Regions from separate parts of the Mus musculus genome. Here region 2 is linked to region 1. A link is a contact called in public HiChIP or PLAC-seq data. All regions are on one chromosome and are shown on one strand. The core of a region is the stretch at or near the end of the contact, and the rest is flanking DNA. Distances in the headings are between cores, read along the strand shown.

Region 1 (5,863 bases), core at 1,436-3,935:
CTCCCCCACTAAAATTGGCGACTCATCAGATTAGCATCTTTTGGTGCTGGGGAGGGGGTGTCATTTAAAAAAATCGACATTGGTAATATTAAGAAGGACAATAGGCCAAGGAGCCTCTAAATGCCAGAGGTGACCAGTGGGCTAGTTCTGTATGAATGTTCCTTTGTCACTCTCATCGAGTGACAAAGTATCTCCAAGTGATAGGCTAGCAGCCAATTAAGTTAAATAAATATGTGCTTTAAAAGCAGAACGCTTCAAACACTCGCCAGCTGCAACAGGATGGAACTGGGAGGTCTGATTGAACAGGCTCGGCGAATGAAATCTTTACAGACCTCAGCAGAAATAAATGCACAGATTTTCAGTTTTTAAAGAAAACGCACACGCGGCTGTTTGAAACCCACCCAGTGAATACTCGCTGCTTCTGAGCTGGACAGTGCTTGGGTACCAAATGCGGAGAAGAAAGCTTTGTGAGAGGAAAAAGCAAGCTGCACCTGGTATGCCCAGCCACATCTCCGATGGAACAGAGAATGCCTGTGGGTTCCAGGAAGAATGCCGACAAGTACCACAGATGAGCTTCTGTTGAATGTATTACACTCCAAATATTACATAGGGAATACGTATCAAAATGTTGTCTTTTTATCTGAAATTCAAGTATAACTGGGCATGTTGTGGTCTTTGTTGCTAAACAGTGACTTTGAATTCAAGATGGATAAGGAACCCCCATAACCCAGGAGTGGAGAAGTGATTAGCAGAAGAGAATCCTCAGGGCTGGGTATGGGGTTCAGTTGGGGGGAGTGCTGGCCCAGTGTGCCCAAGACTGTAGGTTTGATCCCCGGCACTGTATATGGGCACACACCTAGAATCAGTACCCAGCAAGGTGAGACCAGAAAGATCAGGAGTTCCAGATCATATGTGGAGACTTGGTGGCAAGCCTGGGATAAGTGAGTCCAGGTCTCCAAGACCAGAATGCTCTCCTGCGGTGTCTCTGGTATGAAGGTGGGTTAGATGGAAATTCAAGCCTTTGGGATTTTTGGGTTTTTTTTTTAATGGCACAGGGTGGGGCAGAGCTGATTGGGAGGGTTACTGGCAAAGTCACAAAGCACAGAATTGTCAGTCTCTGGCTGTGTTCTGCAGGCCCGAGAGCCGTTACAGGTAATGGAGAGGGCCCACAGGGAACAAAGGCCACACAGCAGGCTCTTCAATTCTTCTCTGCAAACAGAAGAGAGCCAGTAGGTCATAGTAGTCGTCACCATCAGAAGGACCTACTATGCGCCAAACACTTTACAACAAAGTCACACAGAAGCCTCAACAGTATCCCTTCCAAACAGGCATGATTAGTATCTCCTTGTGGGCAGGGAAACTAAAGGTCAGAGGTCAACTAGTTTACCCAGCATTATACTAAGGCTTGCATGCCACAGAGCTGGGTCCTAACCCTGTGCCCTTTGCAATTTTTTGCTCTCTCCCTGCCTGTCATTTGATTCTAGGCAGGTAGAATCTTGCCAGAACTGCAGGTGATCCCATTTGCCTCTGCTTAGCCTCCTCTTGTGGTACAGAGCCTCATCTGTGATTACTGGAGATTTTTCTTTTCTTGCAGGAACATAGCTGCGGTCATGATGAAGTCAGTAGAAAATGGGTTTTGTAGTTTAGAAACTCCCTTTATGGTCAACCCCAGGATATCCAGTTTTGCATAAAACAACAGATCACTGGAAAAAAAATTTTTAAAGAAAACTAATAAATACTCCCTTTAGAAAACAAGACAAGGAGGTGGGTGGAACCCGTGGACTCTTTAGACGGGTCTCATCGTCCCAGTCATGGCAGCATTGACAGCGGGTTTTCTCAGCTGACCCAGGAGAGCCCTGTTGGTTGTTGTTTCCCCATAAGGGCATAAACTGTGAGGACAGAAGATAAAAGTGAGCCATGAGGGCTGCCAAGCCCATGCAAGAAGCAAGGAGGCTGCACTTAGAAAGTGCTCCGGGCTGGCTATGTGCCCCCAAAGCCCATGTGTTAAAAACCTAATCCTGAAATTCCGGGTTTGGGCAGCAGCTCAGCGGTGGAGTGCCTGCCTCTGCAGCACAATTCCCTGGAGTCAATCCCCAGCGCTGCCAAGGAAACAAAGGGCAAACAGCAAACAATCCCGAATCAAAAACAACCAAAGCACCTCATTCATCCTCAAATTCATGGGCTAGGGAGACTTCTAGTAAGACTTTACTTTCAATTTGTTTTTATTTTATTTTATTTTTTTTAATGGATTAAAAAAATACTCTAGAGGCTAGAGAGATGGTTTAGTAGTTTAGAGCACTGCCTGCTCTTGCAGAGGACCCAGATTCAATTTGCAGTACCCACATGGTGGCTTATATCTAACTGTCTATAACTCCAGTTCCGGGGGATCCAACCTGTCTTCTGACCTCCACGGGAACCAAGCATGAATGCAGTGCACATACATGTTGTGTACAGGCAGGAACTGGCACACAGACATATTTCTAAACAAAAATAAATCAATCCTTTAAACGGATACCCTATTATTGGGGCAATCTGACCTAGACCTTTTAACCACTCCCATGGTTTGTTTGTGGTAAAAATACATAGAACATAACATTTGCCACTTAGCCATTTTTATGGTACGGGGCAAAGGTCTTAAATCACGGATACTCAGTGATCCTCGCCAGCCTCAGCCAGCTGTAATTGTAGAGGAGCACAAAGGGGCATGCGTGTGTTCATCCCCTGCCTCTTACAATGCCCAATGCCCTCTCCTTAGGGAGACTGAGCTGCTGCCTTGGCTCCCCCTACCCCCCCACCCCCCCTCCCCGAGCACACTGCACGGGGGGGGGGGGGGGTGTCTGCCTCTTTATTCTTCCATTTCACTCTCTGCTCTGTAAGCAACACTCTTCTTCAGGGAGGCCATCCCAGCCCTTACCCCAGGAAGTCCCCACTGGCTGCTCCCACACCCATTCTCCCCACTGGCCTCTCTCCTTTCTCGAGGTTTGTTCCCCTGTGAATCAGCAAACTTCCTGGGATCCCTTCCCCTGGCACAAGGCCGGGCTGGCTTCTGACTCTGGGATCTGCAGGCACTTGTTTTATTCCCTAGCTTGGGTCTGAGTGTCAGCTGGAGAGCTGTTTACATGTCTGTGGCCCCTAGAGACTTGTTTGCACAGGGCACTTACCTAAGTGGAGCTGGTTCCAAGCCCAGAGGCCCCTAGAGCCCTTCCAGACCTCCTCAGCAAGGGTGTAATTAGGGACTGAGGACAGTTGTTGCTTAAGTAGTTTTATACTTTCCAAAAACAGTTCTTCCGGCTTACTACCAAGCTTCAGGGCCCTTGTCTATCATTGGAGTCTCAAGCCTGAGGTCTCCAGTAATGTGACTTGCTCCAGTTTTAGAGTAAATGGCACAGTCTAGAGTGGTCCCATTATTCATGGTCTCAGGCCAAACCCAGTGACATGCATGCCCTAATCACAAAGCCTGCATCTCTACCAGGCCCTTCTTTTTCTTATCATGGTGTGGGAATAAAGTTGAGCTTCCTTCATATCTGCATTTGTTTTGGTTTTTTTTTTTTTTCAGGGACCCTTAATTGTGTGACACAAGGCTGTTCATTTTCAAAGGCTGAACAGAATTATAGTTCTGCTTCTTGCTTCCCTTCCCTCCCCTCCCCTTCCCTCCCCTCCCCTCCCCCTTCCTTCCTTCCTTCCTTCCTTTCTTTCTTTCTTTCTTTCTTTCTTTCTTTCTCTCTCTCTCTCTCTCTCTCTCTCTCTCTCTCTCTCTCTTTCTTTTGACAGGGTCTTATTATACATCTCAGCTTGCCCTAGAATTCGAAATCTTCCTGTCTCAGCCTTCCAAGTACTGGGATACTAGGTGTGTACCACCGTGCTAAGCTATTTCTGAATTATATTGCATGATCTAGTACCTTCTTCACGTTAAGGGAAAGCAGTCTAGCACAGAGCATTCTTTGGGGTAAAGTCGGGTGTGTACAATGCTCATAACACTTATCACATAACATTAAGAGATTCTCTCTACACGTGATGGTGACGGTGGTGGTAGGGATGAAGACGTCGATGGTGACAGTAATGAGGGGGTGTTTGTAGTGCCTGTGACAATGTTGAGGTGGTGGGGTGCAATGGTAGGGAGGAACCTGCCGAAGATGAGGAGGAGGGAGGAAGGGGGGTTGTAAGGGGAGGCACATTCGACCATTATAAGTGCTCTTGATCAGTAGCCCTTATCAGCTTGAAAGATCCACCATATAACCCCTCCTTTCACTGACTGTCCCATGAGCATACTTTAGAAGCATTGGAAACCCCGTGGGTTTTGTAGATAATGGTGGGGGTCTGAATTGAGAAAATGCAGAGCTTTCTCACAGAGCTTTGGGGTAAGATACCTGTAGAGGTTTTTACCTACCTGGTGTTTTTAGCTCACCTTGGAACTCTTTATATGGGGACGGAAGTGGGGGTGGGGATACAAAACAAAACAAAACAACACGATGAGAATTACAGGTTGCACCCAGAAGCTGCGTGAGGAGAAAAATCACGTGGACGGCAGATCAAACTTCAGGCTTCTGTTTCCTGGTAACCTGGACTCCTGGAGTCCGCTTTCCTCCTCTTCCACAGGAGAATATTACCTTGACTTGAGCAGCTGGGGCAGGTCAGAGAGCCTGGCACAAGGGTCATTTTGAAGGAACGCCAGCTTCTTTGGAACTCGTACCACTCCCAGCACAAAGTCCAGTGAGACTATGCTGCCTGGGGCAGTTTCAAATACTCATGTCTCCAGTGGTCACGTCCTGCCCTGACTGCTTTTCATGAGCCCCGGGATTGCTTATAAGAACGCGTTTTGCAGGCTGGAGAGATGGCTCAGTGGTTAGGAGAGCATATTGGCATATTGTTATTGCAAAGGAACAGAGTTTGATTCCCAGCTTCTACAAAAGTGAGCTCACAACTGCCTGGAACTCCAGCTCCAGGGGAGCTGACTCCCCTTTCACCTCTCACACATATACACACTCACACACATACACACAAACACAGAAAAAAAAAACTTAAAGAATCTCATGGGGAAGTAGACAGATAGCTCAGTGGTGATGAGCACTTGAGTTTGGCTCCCAGCACCCAGGTCAGGAAGCTAACAGCCACCTGTAATTCTAGCTCCATGAGATCCAGCCCCCTCTGCTGGTCTCCAGAGGTGTCCCCCCACCCCACCCCCCATCAGTCAATAGTAAAAGTGTATATATATATTTTTTGTTGTTGTTGTTGTTTTTTTGTTTGTTTGTTTTTGAGACAGGGTTTCTCTATAAAGCCCTGGCTGTCCTGGAACTCACTCTGTAGACCAGGCTGGCCTCAAACTCAGAAATCCGCCTGCCTCTGCCTCCCAAGTGCTGGGATTAAAGGCGTGCGCCACCACGCCCGGCTAAGTATATCTTTTTTTAAAAGAAGCTTTATGATTCTTAGCACTTAAGATATCAAAGCTTTAGGCATGTGAGGAACTGAGAGGAAGGGAGGGAGGGAGAGAGAGAGAGAGAGAGAGAGAGAGAGAAGAACTCAATTGGTTGAATTCCCATGGAGTGGATGGACATTCTGGTGGACTTCATCATGCAAAATGATTCTATAACTTTTTTAGACTGTCAGAATTGTTTTTTGTGGTGGTGGTTGTTGTTTTGCTTGCTTGCTTGTTTGTTTGTTTGTTTGTTTAATCTGGCCCCAGTTCTTTCTTATACCAATCCGTAATCCCCATGTATGCCCTCTGGTACCTGAATAAAACATTGAGATTCCGCTACTTGGATTTGGCCTGCTGCAATATTTATAGACCATAGTCACGCCTTCACATAGTCATTCATATGCATAGCACATTTTCTTTATATATGGGTCCTATTCATTTTTAGTAATT
Region 2 (5,863 bases), core at 1,995-4,494, 250 kb before region 1:
TATCTTTTAACAGTGCATAATTAGTGATATTCGTGCTGAACAGTAGATCTCCAGAATGAATTTGCCCTCTCGTCTAACCCAATTTACCACCCTCTGATCCACATCTCCCTATTGATGCATTCCCCGACACCTCCAGTCACTGGTGACCTCCTATTCTTCCCTATTTGGTCTCTTATTTTTGAGACAGATTGTCATGCCTTTTTTTCTAAAAAAATATCATTTTATTTTTCAAACAAGGATTCTTGTAGCCTGAGCTGTCCTCCAATGCTCTAGGTAGTTAAGGATAACCCTAAATTTCTGGCCCTCTTGCTTTTATCTTCCAAGTGCTAGGATTCTAAGCGAGCAACATGACCCAGACTTATGAAAAGTTGGAAACCAATCCCAGGGCTTCACACGTGCCAGGCAAGTTCTCCACCAACTGAGCGATATTCTCAGCTGATGAAAAAAATCTAGAATAGGATTTAGTGTCTGGTTCCACTGGGAATCCCTGGAGGTTCCAGACTCACTGCACAGGGGTTTGAGACTGAGTGAATGACACAGGAAGCTGTGTCCTGTTGGCTCCCTAGGCAGAGCTGCGCTCAACCTGAGGCTCTGTGTTACAGACCTGGCACAGCTGGAGTCTGTCCCCAGATGCCAGCCTCTCCTTTGTTAAGTGTCCCACAGTGTGCAAGATGAAGGCAGCCTCTGCCTCCCTCCTCTGGTAGGTTGGAAGTGACTGCCTCTTCAGAGAGACACCATGTGAACTGGACTTCAATTATTTAAAAACATTGCAGGTGGCCTTTTCCCACAAGTTATATCTAGAAGACAGCTTGAAGTTTGCCACCTGCCCCGTTTGTGTGTGTGTTCAGGTGAACCCTGGCTGTCTAAATTTCGGACAGTCTGTGGACTGTCTGGTGAGTTCCTTCAGGGGTAACTAAAATTGTGACCTCCTAGATTTCCCCAGGGCAATGACTGACTCTCTCTCTCTCTCTCTCCCTCTCCCTCTCCCCCCCTCTCCCTCTCCCTCTCTCTCTTTCTCCCTCTCCCCCCTCTCTCCTTGCTTCTCTCTCTTCCCCCTCCTTCTTCTTTCCACTGCTCCCCCCCCCCCCAGTGACATCGTTTCTGTCACTCCTCCATGAATGAGCAGTGACCAGTGACCTGGTGGGGTTGTTTGTTTGTGTGTTTGTTTTCCTGGAGGGGGTCTCTACCTGGTTTCTATAGTCCTCCCTCAGTTAAGCATGTTTTTTTGTTTAATGATTAGGCTTAGGAGCTGATAGCTTGGGCACGGCTTCAAATTACTGTTTTGGCCACTGCGAGTCCTGTCTTCTTGTCTGAAGCATGAGATCCTTCTCCATTAGGGGATTTGCAGCCTGGCTGCTCCAGGTCTACACAGCTCTTCCATTTGAAGGTCTCTCCGCCAATGTTTACCGCTAGTGTTACTGTTTGCCCAGAAGCTACAGTCTGCCGCATCTTCTGGGAAATGGAATTTATGTCTCCTGGCAGCAGAGGGGGTGACGTCACCAAAGCCCTGTGCTCATCACTGTAGGGCACAGCTGCTGGGATGATGGCTAAGGTGGAAGGGGCAGGATGGGTTTGCATAAACAAATCCTGCTCCAAGGGCCTCTTCCTTCCCTCCTCTTTCTGAACCCCACCATTCAGACTCAATCTCTGAAAACTGACACCCTCCAAATTAGTATTGCAGGCCTGGGGACAGTGGTGGTGGGAAGACGCTAGGCAGGGGTGGGTGGCATTCATGCTGAAGGGAACAATGAGGTCTTTCCTCTGGAGTGAGTGCTCCTCAGATGACCCCTGGGACATGTGTCCTGAGCTTGCATTGCAGGTGACCTGCTTAAGGCACCTTGAGGCTGGGTCCAGTGAGTGTCTGGCAGAGTGAGGCTGCAACCAACTGGCTCCTCCCTCTGAAAAACTATGTCCACCCGGGGTGGGGTGGGGGTCCTGGGTGAATGCAGCACCCATCTGCATTCCCTCTCCTATCTGTCCTATGTGCACAACACCCCCCCAAGCTCCAACCCAAACTGCTCAGGGCAGAGAGACAGAAAGTACAGTATGCATTTGGCACCCACTCACTGTCTTCTATGTCCCCATTTTGTCAGCTTTCCTCTAACTCTTTTCTCTAAGAAGCACTGGGGTCCTCTCTCTGCCCCCCTCACATTCCTCATGCCTCCTCCATGAACTCAGAAGGGTCCCACAATTACTTAACCACTGGTAGTCTGAGACTCTTAGTTTTTGAACACAGCATTCTGAGTTCTCAGTTTGCCAACAATGTGGTCAATGCTATTAGAGTCTTTTTGACACACAGTTTTTGTTAACAGACACCACCCGATGATGTCTGTCCCTTGTCCTCAACAGAATCCCAGTCTCTTCAGTTACCCTTGGGGACCTCTAATGACAAGGGGAGGCACAGAGGGTGGTTAAACTGCCTGGTTGAAACAACCATGAACTCTAGAGACTTTGCAAGGGAATTGATCCAGAGATAACCACAGGATCCAAGTCTTGTTAAAGGAAGAAACCAAAAGCAGACTCTCAGAAGCGTAGGCATTTCTGTGGGAAATGGCCAGACCTGGCTAGCTTGCTTCTTGCCCTCCCCACTTTTCCTGCTATGAATATGGGCACAATAACTGGATGCCCAGTAGCCCTTTTATAACATAGAGAGAAAAGCCAACACACTATGGATGGAAAAGAAAGAGAAGGAGGTGCATCTCTGGAGGTGTGTTAGCTTCCTGCCATGTACCCCAGTATACAATGTGGAAATCTCTCTCTTTTTTAAAAGGCATTGTGATATTTCTCTTTTATACACAATCGAATGTTCTGTAACTGCTATCACTCTGTTTACTTACTGCAATTCTGACCCTTCCCGCTACTTAAGATACTCTCATTGGTGAGTATGCCTCATGCTCCTTCTTGTCCAGTCCTCCAGGGCACGCCGGCAGGATGGGAATGCTGTATTCATTTGCTGGTCTCAAAGGAGTGCTCCTGTGTGTTGGTCTACACCACTGGGAGTCTCCCTGTTACTTAGGGCTTTCTTTCCCACACAGGCCTTACTTGTATGTCAGTGGCGATATGAAACTAGCAATCAGCAAGTCCTCCTGGGAAAAAAAAAAAAAAGACACTGGACTGCCCTGCTTGAGTCAGTCAAAGATCCTCACTACACTCCCAGCCAACCCAGCCAATCCAGCGAAACTGTGAGAAGACAGACGACGGGTGGCTTCCTTTTCCTGTTCACAAGCCCCGTCATTGTCTTCCCGCACTAACTACTCAGATCCCAGGAGACCAGGGAAAAGGAAGTTGTTCTGTTAGAGCTGTCTGTATGGGATAACTTTCCGTGGTTTCCTGTAAAACACAGTGAAAGCCCTCAGGAGGCGGACTGGGCTATTGAATGACAGTCCTAGCCACGCCTCCCTCGCCATGGGAAAGTAGGATTCTTCTAGACTACCAGGGAAGGAATCCTGATAAGGTTGATAATAGCATTGCTTAAAGTGTGCTTCACTCAGGACGAATGTGAAATGAGGGGGGTTAAAATAAAATAGCCAGCTGTAGTGGTTTGAATACAAATAGGTCCCTGTAGGCTCATATGAGTATTTGAGCATTTGGTCCCCAGTTGGTGGTGCTGCTTGAGTAGCTTCGGAAGGTGTGGCCTTGCAAGAGGAAGTATGTCACTGGGGGAGGGCTTTGAGATTTTAAAGCTTTGTGCCATTCCGGGTTTGCTTTCTGTTTCCTGCTTGTGGCTCAGGATGTGAGCTGTCCCCTTCCTGCTCCGGCTGTCATGCTTGCTCGTCCCTTGCTCCCCCCCCCCCCTCCCCGGGCGGCATACTCCCTCTGTCTAGAATGCACACCTGTGTAATGTTAATCTTGATTGTCCTTTAATGGAATTTAGAATCACCATGGAAACAGACCTCTGGGCATGTCTAATGAGGAGTTTCTACATTATTTGGGGGTGGGAAGATCCACCCCAATGTGGGTGGCAGCACTCCATGGGCTGAGGTCCTGAACCAAATAAGGAGGCAGAAGTGGGTGGAGCACCAACTTTCATCTCTCTGCTTCCAGACTATTGACTCAGGGGAACCAACTGCCCAGCTTTCCTGCTACCATGGCTCCCTCTCTGTGGAGGACTCTTTCCTCAAAGTGCAAACCAAAATAAACTCTTCCTCTCTCACCTTTTGTGAGGAATTTTATTGCTACATCAGGATAAGGAACTAATACACATCTGCAATCCCAGCATCCAGGAAGCTGAGGCAGGGGGCTAATGAGTTTCAGGCTAGCCTTGGGGTACATAGTAAGACCCTATCTTCAAAAATCAAGTGCTAAGGAGGAAGTTCAGTGGTAGCGCCCTGGCTTAGCACTCATAAAGCCCTAGGTTTGAGTCCAACCATTACAAAAAGAATAAGTAAATAAAAAACCTGGCAATCCACCAATTCTATCCATGAGATCATCAAGATATTTTTTGCTTATTTAGGATAACAAAACAATGGGAGATGATTCTTGCTACCTGTGAAATTCAGTCCCATCTGATCATTTTGCTGAGGATTTTAAAATAATCGCCAGGTTTCATAGCATATGCCTTTAGTCCCAGAACTTGGGAGAGAGATCTTTGTAAATTTGAGGCCAACCTAATCTACACAGTAAGTGTCATCCATTCAGACCTACCTAGTGAGATCTTGTCCTAAAATAACAGCAACAAAACAAAACAACTCTATCAACTTCTATGATCCTCCATATGTGTATGTGTATTTATATTACATGCACATGCATTTGTTTATACATGGTTGTGGATGCGTGGGCTCCACACATTCATATGCAGAGGTCAGAGGAGGGCTTGGGTGTCCTGCTCTGTTGTGTTCTGCCTTATTCCCTTCAGACAAGCTCTCTCATTGAACTTGGAGCTCACCATATTTTGGTTAAACTGGATGGCTAATGAGCCCCAGAAATCCTGTCTCTACCCATCCTGTCCTGGGATTATGAATGTGTCAGAAAGGCTGGAGAGATGGCTAAACAGTTAAGAGCATTCATTCGTTCTTGCAGAATTGTGGTTCCCAACATCCACGTGGCTGTATGCAACCTTCTGGAACTCCAGCCAGGGGATCGAACATTCTCTTCTGACCCCTCTGGGCACCAGACACACATGGCACACATACGCATATGCAGGTAAAACATTCCTACATATAACCTAAAGAAATGTGTGAGCGGCCGTGGCTGGCTTTTTCCGTAAGTGCTGGGGATTTGATCTCAGGTCTTCGTGCTTGTGCCGCATACCCTCCAACCACTGAGCCATCTCCTTATCCCCATTCAATGCCATTTCTAATAAGTGATTTTAGTAATCTAGGGATCAAAACACATCCCATTAGTTATGAAGGGCATGTGGGCCACACATGAACACAGGCCTATGAGAAATTGTCTAGTGGAAAAGAAATAGAAGAAGCCTGCCTGTCAGAGAGTGAGGGAACGCCCTACATATTCTCAGAGCTGGTGGGACCATAGGGATGAAAGAGAAGATTTACTGGCCCAGAATAGAGAAGCTGAGAACAGCTGACAACCTCAAGAACTACCATAGGCACAAACATATTCATGCCAGCTCAAAACACACATGCCAGCTAAAAATACACATGCCAAAAAGACCCTTTAAGTCATCTGTAAAACAAAATATTTTAAAATAAAAGTTAACATTAAAAAGTCCTTAAAGGACAAAATATGCAAATTTCAACTAATATCAGTGATTTGCCCTTGATTCCAATCTGAAACATTGGGAAGTCTATTAAAATGCTTCTGTTCTGAGTATAGAACTTTCAGAAGCCTCATAAAATTCTGCACCTAAATGCCTTGTTTGCCTAGTCATAGGACCAGATGTTGCTCTTGTCAATAAAATTCT

Evidence for each region. HiChIP or PLAC-seq counts read pairs in DNA pulled down with a chosen protein or histone mark.
Region 2: an H3K4me3 HiChIP or PLAC-seq map of stem cell-derived neural progenitor cells shows a contact between it and region 1, with 13 read pairs. The contact joins two enhancer-like sites. A contact is called at or near these places in 2 of 484 Hi-C or Micro-C datasets (bone marrow-derived macrophages and embryonic fibroblasts), 3 of 115 datasets of contacts at active chromatin or transcription factors (bone marrow-derived dendritic cells, stem cell-derived neural progenitor cells and trophoblast stem cells) and 1 of 9 other capture datasets (embryonic stem cells).

Annotation. Positions count from the first base shown.
Region 1 is chr3:101,525,578-101,531,440 of GRCm38.p6, reverse strand. All of the region lies in intron 1 of Gm33162 (a long non-coding RNA gene), which reads left to right. Among named protein-coding and RNA genes, the nearest start is that of Gm33162, 8.4 kb to the left of the region's middle. Within about 2 kb of position 2,685, at least 61 of the 459 cell types and tissues checked have an H3K27ac peak or open chromatin away from gene starts, as enhancers often do. A contact at or near this core is called in stem cell-derived neural progenitor cells, where this site is marked.
Region 2 is chr3:101,776,897-101,782,759 of GRCm38.p6, reverse strand. No RefSeq gene overlaps it. Among named protein-coding and RNA genes, the nearest start is that of Gm33309, 42 kb to the right of the region's middle. Within about 2 kb of position 3,244, at least 47 of the 459 cell types and tissues checked have an H3K27ac peak or open chromatin away from gene starts, as enhancers often do. A contact at or near this core is called in stem cell-derived neural progenitor cells, where this site is marked.